2 separate regions of the Rattus norvegicus genome follow, and region 1 is linked to region 2. The links are chromatin contacts, called in public Hi-C maps. All regions are on one chromosome and are shown on one strand. The core of a region is the stretch at or near the end of the contact, and the rest is flanking DNA. Distances in the headings are between cores, read along the strand shown. Region 1 holds the start of Nicn1 (nicolin 1, tubulin polyglutamylase complex subunit). Region 2 has its middle 14 kb from the start of Dag1.

Region 1 (4,091 bases), core at 1,300-3,799, 59 kb before region 2:
AGTATTCTGTTCATGTCACACAGCATCTGACACACATACAGAAGGACTCACTGAGCAGGGTGTGGTGATGCGTGCTTTTAATCCTAGCACTGGGGAGGCAGAAACAAGCAGTTCCTTTCTCTGAGTTCAAGACCAGCCTGGTCTACAAAGCAAGTTCCAGGATAGCCAGGGATACACACAGAAACCCTAATCTCAAAAAGACAAAGCAAAATAAAAATCTTTTCAAAAAACAAATACATTAAAAAAAAAAAAGACCCGGTTCCTTTACCAAGAACCTCCCAATCTACAGTAAAACCAAATGCTTCTCAAAGCCTTTATGAAGGACAGAACAAAGCAACTGCCTGAAAGCCATAGTCCAGCCCAGTTTTGCCCCACTCTTCCCTCCTGCTTTTCTGCCCAATCCAAGGGCAGGATTCCTTATCTAAGATTCCCTGGCCATGCTGAAGCCCAGCTGACCTGGTGCTTGAACAGTGACACATACTCCTGGGCTCCCTCCTCACTGTGTGGGTCAGGCATCAAACAGTAGTCCCGCAGACAAGTTACCCACTTGGCTGGTGTGTGCATCAGGGTCTGCTGACGAACGCGGATGCTCAAAAAAGCTGTGTAGTAATTCTTAAACGTGATCTCCTGCAGCTAGAATACACACAGCCCACCGTTAAGACAGGAGGCCCAGTGATACCATCTCCTCCTTTTAGAATGTATACTTTTGCTAACCAATTCAACAACTACTGGGGCCCAAACATAACCTTGCGTTCCTAAAAAGTGCTCACAGATCTGTAAGTCATGCAAACAAACCATCCCCAACATATCCGAGATGGTATCAGAGGTCAGAACCTTAACCCTGAAGGAAGCACAAGAGGGACATGGGAAACCCCATGAGGGCGAGCTCGCTAAGTGGACCAGTGAAGGGAGGTGAGGTAATATCCTGGGCTGAGGGTGTGGCTCCGTTGGTGCAGTGCTAGCCTTGTCTAGCACGTTTGAAGTTCCAGGCTAGACCGCACAGGACTGCATAAACTGGGCGTGTAATGGATACCTGTAATCTCAGTGCTTGGGAGGTAAAGGCAGGAGGATCAGAAGTTCATGATAAGCCTCAGCTATTCTTAGCCACTCTGGGATTTCTTTTTTTTTTTTTTTTTGGTTCTTTTTTTCGGAGCTGGGGACCAGCCACTCTGGGATTTCAACGGTTCCCTACCACTCCCAAGAGTAGCTTCTTTGTAAAAAGTACCACAGTGAGAGAACCTGTCATTCAGCCTGGCAATAGTAGAGATTCTTCCCCACACACACACACACACCTCTCTCTCAGAATTAGCCAGCTTAGACCAGAATAAGAATAATAGTAGGATAGTGCACTGTAGGGGCATGGGGAGCCAGGAGGCTGGGTAGCCTACAGTATCGACTGCCATAACAGTAGTTTTCATCACTGGATGCACACCAGAGTCACCTATGGAGCTCAAAACGAAAGAAAACAAACAAAACACAGAGATCAGGATTTGGTTCCCAGCACCTACATGGCACTTTACAGTTCCAGGGGATTACTCCAGTTTCAGGGGATTCAGAACCTTCTTCCGGCCTCTACTTCTACTGGGCATGCACAAGGTATATAAGCATACATGCAAACGCAACACACATAAATTTAAAATAAACCTTCCAAAATAAAATTATTAAATAAGTAAATAAAAATATAGATGTCAAAGATCCACCTCAAACACACTAACTCGGATTTTCCAAGGTCAGATGAATTAACTAGGTCTCCCCAGTCCATGGTAAGCAACATCTTGGGAGAGAATGACATATTGTAACACAAAGCATATAGGGCCAAGAAGGTGGGTGAAGAAAGAATCCTACTCATTAGAGGTAGGCTTTGTCTGTGCTGAGGTCATGCAAGGCCCTGGCACTGTCAGCTGAGATGGAAGCGCAACTAGGGATTGGAAACAAGTCACTAGGAGGACCTAGATGAAGGCTAGGTTGCACCTGACCTGTAGCAGGAGCCATCAGAATGGGTACGTTTGCATCATTAATGATCCCAGCTATGGCCAAAATCAAATATCCTCTCACTTGTACTGAGGTTCAAATTATATTTCCAGTAACATCCTGGACACCGGGTAGAGACGCTGAAGAGGATAGAACGGAAAACACTAGTCTATTTAATAAAATCTATTAATAAAGACTGTAAATGCTTCTAAATAGGGCCAATTCGCAAAAGCAAGAGGCACGTTAGAGGCAGTGTAAACGCCTAGGAAACGCCCAAGTTACTAGGTATTCCCCGCCCAGAAGCCTTGACCGCATCTATGTGGGGCGGGGGCGGGGGTGGGGGTGGGTGGGGGGTGGTAGGGATTGCTCACCTCGAAAGGCGCGACGTTGGGAAAAGTGACATCGACGACTAGCACGCCAGGCCGACCTTGGGAGGTCCTCATGTCGCCCACTTGCAGGGCGACAGTGCTTTTCACATGACAGGGCACCACTACACGGGACATGATTTGGGAGGCTACAATCAAGCGAAATCACCGCTAACAGTCTCCATCCAACCACTAGCCCTTATTGGCGTCGCCTATCAACCAAGAGAACTACAACTCCCAGGCGACATAACGCTTGTAACAGTCTAGCCAATCCCGATGGTCAGGGCAGGTCGAGAGTCGGAAATACCAGCGGAAGTTCTTCTTCAACCAATCACACGTCTGTAAGCCCCTCCCAGGCTGCTCTGGGCAACCGTCGAGCCGTTCTTTATCAAAGAGATCCAGAATGCTTTGGGCTGGCTTAAACCTTCCTTAAATTCGGCTACTTTATTAGGTTAAAATGTATAAAACAATTAGGCGGTTGATGGCGCTTGCTTTTAGTCCCGCATTTGGGAGGCAGAGGTAGGCGGGATTCTGACTTCGAGGCCAGCCTGGTCTACAGAGAGAGTTTCAGGACAGCCAAGGTTGTTACACAAAGAAACTGTCTCTCCGTAGCATACACAAAATCCATCTGGGTACAGCTATCTGCAATTCCAGACCTAAGGAATTTGTCACCCACTTCTGGCCTTGGAACAATTGTTTCTTTGGTTCTTTTTTTTTTTTTTCCTTCGGAGCTGGGGACCGAACCCAGGGCCTTGCGCTTCCTAGGCAAGCGCTCTACCACTGAGCTAAATCCCCAACCCCCAATTGTTTCTTAAAAATACAAACAAGATAAGGTATGTTGGTGCAAGCCTTTAATCCCAACATTGAGGAGGCAGAGTCAGAAGCAGGTAAATAAATCACTGGGTGTTTGAGACCAATCTGAGCTACAGAAAGAGGTCCAAATCAGGGGCTGGGGATTTAGCTCAGTGGTAGAGCGCTTACCTGGGAAGCGCAAGGCCCTGGGTTCGGTCCCCAGCTTCGAAAAAAAAGAACCAAAAAAAAAAAAAAGTTCCAAATCAGTCCTGTCTCAAAAAGGGGGAAAAAAAAAAAAAGTGGAGGCACAAGGTGCGTTGATTCACTCCTGTAACCCCAGCTAAATCTAGTCCAAAAAATAAAAGGCCAGGCATTAGTGACGCTTTAGTTAACCCAGCACTTGGAAGGTAGAAGCAGAATCTAGAAGATCGGACGTTCAAGGCTGGTCTTCAGTAGGTTTCAGGCTAGGTAGCAGATTTCAGGCTAGCTTAGGCTATGTGAGGCTAAAAAAGGAAGAAAGCATAACAGCCCAATTAAATTGGTTGACTGGGGAGGAGGCAAATACTCGGTTTGGGATTTGTTTATCTTTTTTTCCAGACAAGATGTCACTACAGATGTAAATGAGGCTGCTCCCAAATTCACAGAGATCCACCTGCCTCTGCCTCCTTCATTCTGGGATTAAAGGTGTGTGTCACCACGCCAACCTACCCAGTTTTCTTTTTACGTTTTATATTGAGGCATTTGGGAAGATTAACAGATCTGAGGTATATGGTCAGGAATTTCAGCCCATGCAGCGGGAGAGATAGCTTTGCAGTTAAAAAGCCCTTGCTGCTTTTCCAGAGGACTAAGTTTAGTTCCCCAAACTCCCTGCAGGTTCCCGTGAATGCCTGTAATTCCATGCTGTCTTCTGACCTCTGAGGGGAGCTTGAACTTATGTGTACATACCCACACAGACACATGTGA
Region 2 (3,808 bases), core at 497-2,996:
CTGAGCGTGCTTGTTATTCAGTGAACTAGACTTGGGGACAGAAGAAGCATCAGTAGAGTGGCAAAGGCAAAATAATCTTTCAAGAGAGAAGGATGAGGGTTCTGAATATACATAGAGAGCCCGTGGGTGTAGTACTGTCTGAGTTGGGCAGGTCCTGTGTGTGCACAGGTAGAATACAGGGCAGAGGGCCAGCCATACATCTGGGTATTGTCTGGGAATGGTAGGTCACCCCTGTAATCCCAGCAGTTAAGGCCGAGGTAGGGAGAGCTTGAGTTCAGGGTCAGTCTGGGCTATGTAGTAAGACCTTGACTTAGAAAAACAGATCCAGAACACATGCCTCTCTGTGAGTTTGTGGTCTACGTAGTAGATACGTTATTCTCCACTGATGAAATGAACCAATTCAAGCAAAATTAGAGTATATAAAGGCAGGTTTATTGGGAAGCCACTCTCCCAGGAATGTCACCATGGGGGAGGGAGATAGGAGGAAGGGGGAAGAGAAATCACATATACACACAGGGAGAGAGGAATGCAGAGAGAGCGGGAGAGGAGAAGGATGGGAAACCAAAGTGTCCACATTATATAGGGAAGAGCCTCTGGGGTAGGGGAAGCCCAGCCCCTTGGCTGAAAAGTTCAGGGCAGAGGGTGGAGTGTGCTAGCTATGCCCTCCAACAGGTAGGGGCTGAGGGATCGAAGTGGGAGAACCTGGAGGCCTGGAGGTCTGATTTGGTAAAACAAGCACCTCAGCCCTTGTCTTAGGTCTGAATCCCAATAGTAGAGAGTTCCAGGACACGCAGGTCTATGTAAGAGACCATGCCTCAAAACATAACCAACCAAACAACACCCCAGACAACACGACAACAAGCAGGTGGGGGAGAGAAGCTTGGGCGGGCTGACAAGGCGGGTGATGAGACACAGGACGACAGGAAGGCTCCAGGCATGAAATGGAGGTAAAGGCAGTCTGTAGTCTCTGACCTTTGGCCTGATTTTGAACTGGACTGAAACTTTGGGTCTATATTTTAATCCTCTTAAGGAAGAGCAAACTTTTTTGTGTGTTTTGTTTTTTTGAGACAGGGTTTCTCTGTGTAGCTCTGGCTGTCCTGGATCACTCTGTAGGTCTATAGATCAGACTAGCCTGGAGATCACAAAGATTCACCTGCCTGGGCCTTCTGAGTACTGGGATTAAAGGTGTGAGCCACCACTCGCAGCTTATAATTCTTACTGTGTCTCTGTCTGTCTGTCATTTTTCTTTAGAACAAGGTGCTATGGAAAAATGAGTAATACTGTTGAAGCAGGCAGTGGGTGTTCTGTGATACTTACTCAGTGACTGAACCAGATAGTAGGTATTGTTACTTAACTTGCCATTTGCCCAGGTTTTCTCCGTTCACACTGCTGATTGTTGGAGCTGCTGTTTCTGTGTCTCTCCTAGAGCATAGAATTTGAGAGCAGACTTGGACATACAACAGGTCTTGGCCAGAGAGGTTGCTGTCGCTCATTAAACCTGTGCTGTCACTCAGCTGAATGGAGTGAGTGTCGGAGCCCTGGTGGTCACTTCGCCTGGTCTGCTCTGTGCCTGCAGTTCTGTTGGGTGGGGACTTCTGTTTTTCTTATGAAGGGCAACTAGGCTTTAAAATATTCGTCTACCTTGTGTTTTTTAGAATGATCTCATTTTGGCTTTCTCAGATAGCAAATGAAGTGCCTGTTGCTGACCGTGCTGAGGTCCATGTTTGCACACACATCACACAGGCAGGGCATGAGCTGAGAGAAGTGACGCGCACAGCTCGAGTGGATGATGGGAACTCTCCGGGAAGTGCTGTCTTAGATGCTTGTGGGGTTTGGAGCTTGTTATTTCTAGTGCCACGGCCAGCATCAAGTTTAATATATAGGGCCAGGAAGTAGAGCTCAGTGGTGGAGCCTTTACATAGTGTGTGTGAGGCCTTGAGTTCAAACACAGGAGAAACCAGACAGAACAAAGAAAGCAAACCACTAGCATGTGATAATCAGTTTATAAGGGATCTTTAGACCCTAGATGAATTTTGGGGGTGTGAGAAGTAGGTTTGCAGACTGACACTGCCCTCCCTTGAATTACCTTTGATGTCACTTCATAGAACAGACTGTAGTCCACTGAAAACCTGAGACTCTGGGACTGAGCTCAGATGTGTGCCAGAGGACTTCTTGCTGCTTAGTCTTTCTGTGCATGTCCCCTTTGCAGACGTCCAAGCTGATGGTTTTTGGTATCTTTGTGGATTATCAATTTGTAGAAGAAACTTAGCTTTGTTCATTGCTGTTGTTCTTGTTTTTTTAAAGATAATCTTTTGTCTGATTGTTTGGGTAACTGGTGAATGTTTAGTTCTTTGCTTCAGAGGAGTTTGGATTCCTCCTGAGTGTTTGTTGAATCTGTCTAGTATGTAGTGGTCTAAGCTGACAGGGGTGGGGTGCTGCTGTCTCTCCTTTGGCAAATAGAGTCACCTCTGAGAAAGAATTTTTGTTCTAACTGAAGACTTTTTTTTTTTTTTTAAAGTAAAAAGATTCTTCACATGCAGCCCAATTGGACTTCAGTATTTGATATGCAGCAGAGAGTGGTCCTGAACAAATTCTGATCCCTCTGCAGTCACCTTTCAAATGCTGGAATTGCAGCCATGCACCATCAGGCCTGGCTTCTTGCCTTTATTTTTTTCTTAAAACCATAAAAACATTTAGAAAAAAATTCTGGAGGATACCCATGTGCTACACCTAAAAGCCAGTTGAAGTGGGCTTGGTGATGCATACTTTACATGGGCTAAAATAGGAGGGCAGGATAGGAGGATCACAGATTCAAGGCTAGCCTGGGTAAATTAGCAAGTCTTTCTTTCAAAATACAAATAAAGCAGAGCCCTAGTACCTTTCCCAAAGCCAATCGAAGATTCAGTGAGGAACATAGATAAAGGACCCAAGGAGTTAAGCTGGGCTGGTAAGACGCTATGTTCAGATTATGAGTCTCCGCTCATTTCTGACAGTGGCCCAGTTTAGAAATTCAAGAGAGTCCAGGATCTATTTGGAAGAAGGAAACATCACACGATCTCCTGTGTCTCAGCAGATTAGGGATGCCCCTGGAAAGTGCTCTGTAGCTGCTGCTGCAAACTACTTGGGGGTTTGCAAATCACAGCTGTGTCTTTTGGATAGGACAGATCTCTTGTATGTGTCATTCCTTTATCCCTTTTTGACTTGAAGTGGCTTTGTTGTTTTGTTTTGAGGTAATCTCATTATGTAGCCCTGGCCTGCCTGGAATTCACTGTGTAGACTTAGTGGCTCTCATACTCATAGAGATTCTTCGTCTCCTTCTGTCTCTGGAGCTCAGTGCTGAGATGACAAGTGGACGTCATTGTTTTGAGTATTTAACTTTTGGATTCTAAAGTGGGTGGGAAAGTTCTTAATTATTAAAGTGCAGATCTGTTCCCTTTGTGCTGACTGCTTTCAGAAAAAAGTTTTTTAAATGTTAACCTGTGTATAAATATAGTGTGGTCAGCAGCAGCTTGAGGTCTCTTAGAACTTTAAGGAGGCTGCTGGGCAGTGGTGGCACACACCTTTAATCTCAGCCCTTAGAAGGCAGAGACAGGCAGGTCTCTTAAGTTTGAGACCAGCCTGGTCTACAGAGTAAGATCTGGGACGACCAGGGCTACAGAGAGAAACCCTGTCTTCAAAAACAAAAGCAAAACAAAAAGAATTGTAAGGAGGAAAGCAGTTGTACGTTTGCATTCTTCAGATTTCATGTTGCTGTGACAAATATCTGAGAAAACTAAAGTGACAAAGAATTGATTCACAGCTTCAGGGG

The links. A called contact is a pair of places that touch in the nucleus more often than the background predicts.
Region 1: a Hi-C map of hepatocytes shows a contact between it and region 2, with 2.1 times the contacts expected there. The contact joins the promoter of Nicn1 here to the enhancer-like site in region 2. A contact is called at or near these places in 7 of 12 Hi-C or Micro-C datasets (the A7r5 cell line, frontal cortex, hepatocytes and 3 more).

Annotation. Positions count from the first base shown.
Region 1 is chr8:117,853,496-117,857,586 of GRCr8, reverse strand. It overlaps Nicn1 (nicolin 1, tubulin polyglutamylase complex subunit), which reads right to left and starts at 2,549. Exons shown (of 6, transcript NM_001034999.1): 1 at 2,343-2,549; 2 at 457-633; 3 at 1-26. The coding sequence starts at 2,474.
Region 2 is chr8:117,793,924-117,797,731 of GRCr8, reverse strand. It overlaps a transcript of Dag1 not described here. Among named protein-coding and RNA genes, the nearest start is that of Dag1, 14 kb to the right of the region's middle. Within about 2 kb of position 1,746, at least 4 of the 93 cell types and tissues checked have an H3K27ac peak or open chromatin away from gene starts, as enhancers often do. A contact at or near this core is called in hepatocytes and liver, where this site is marked.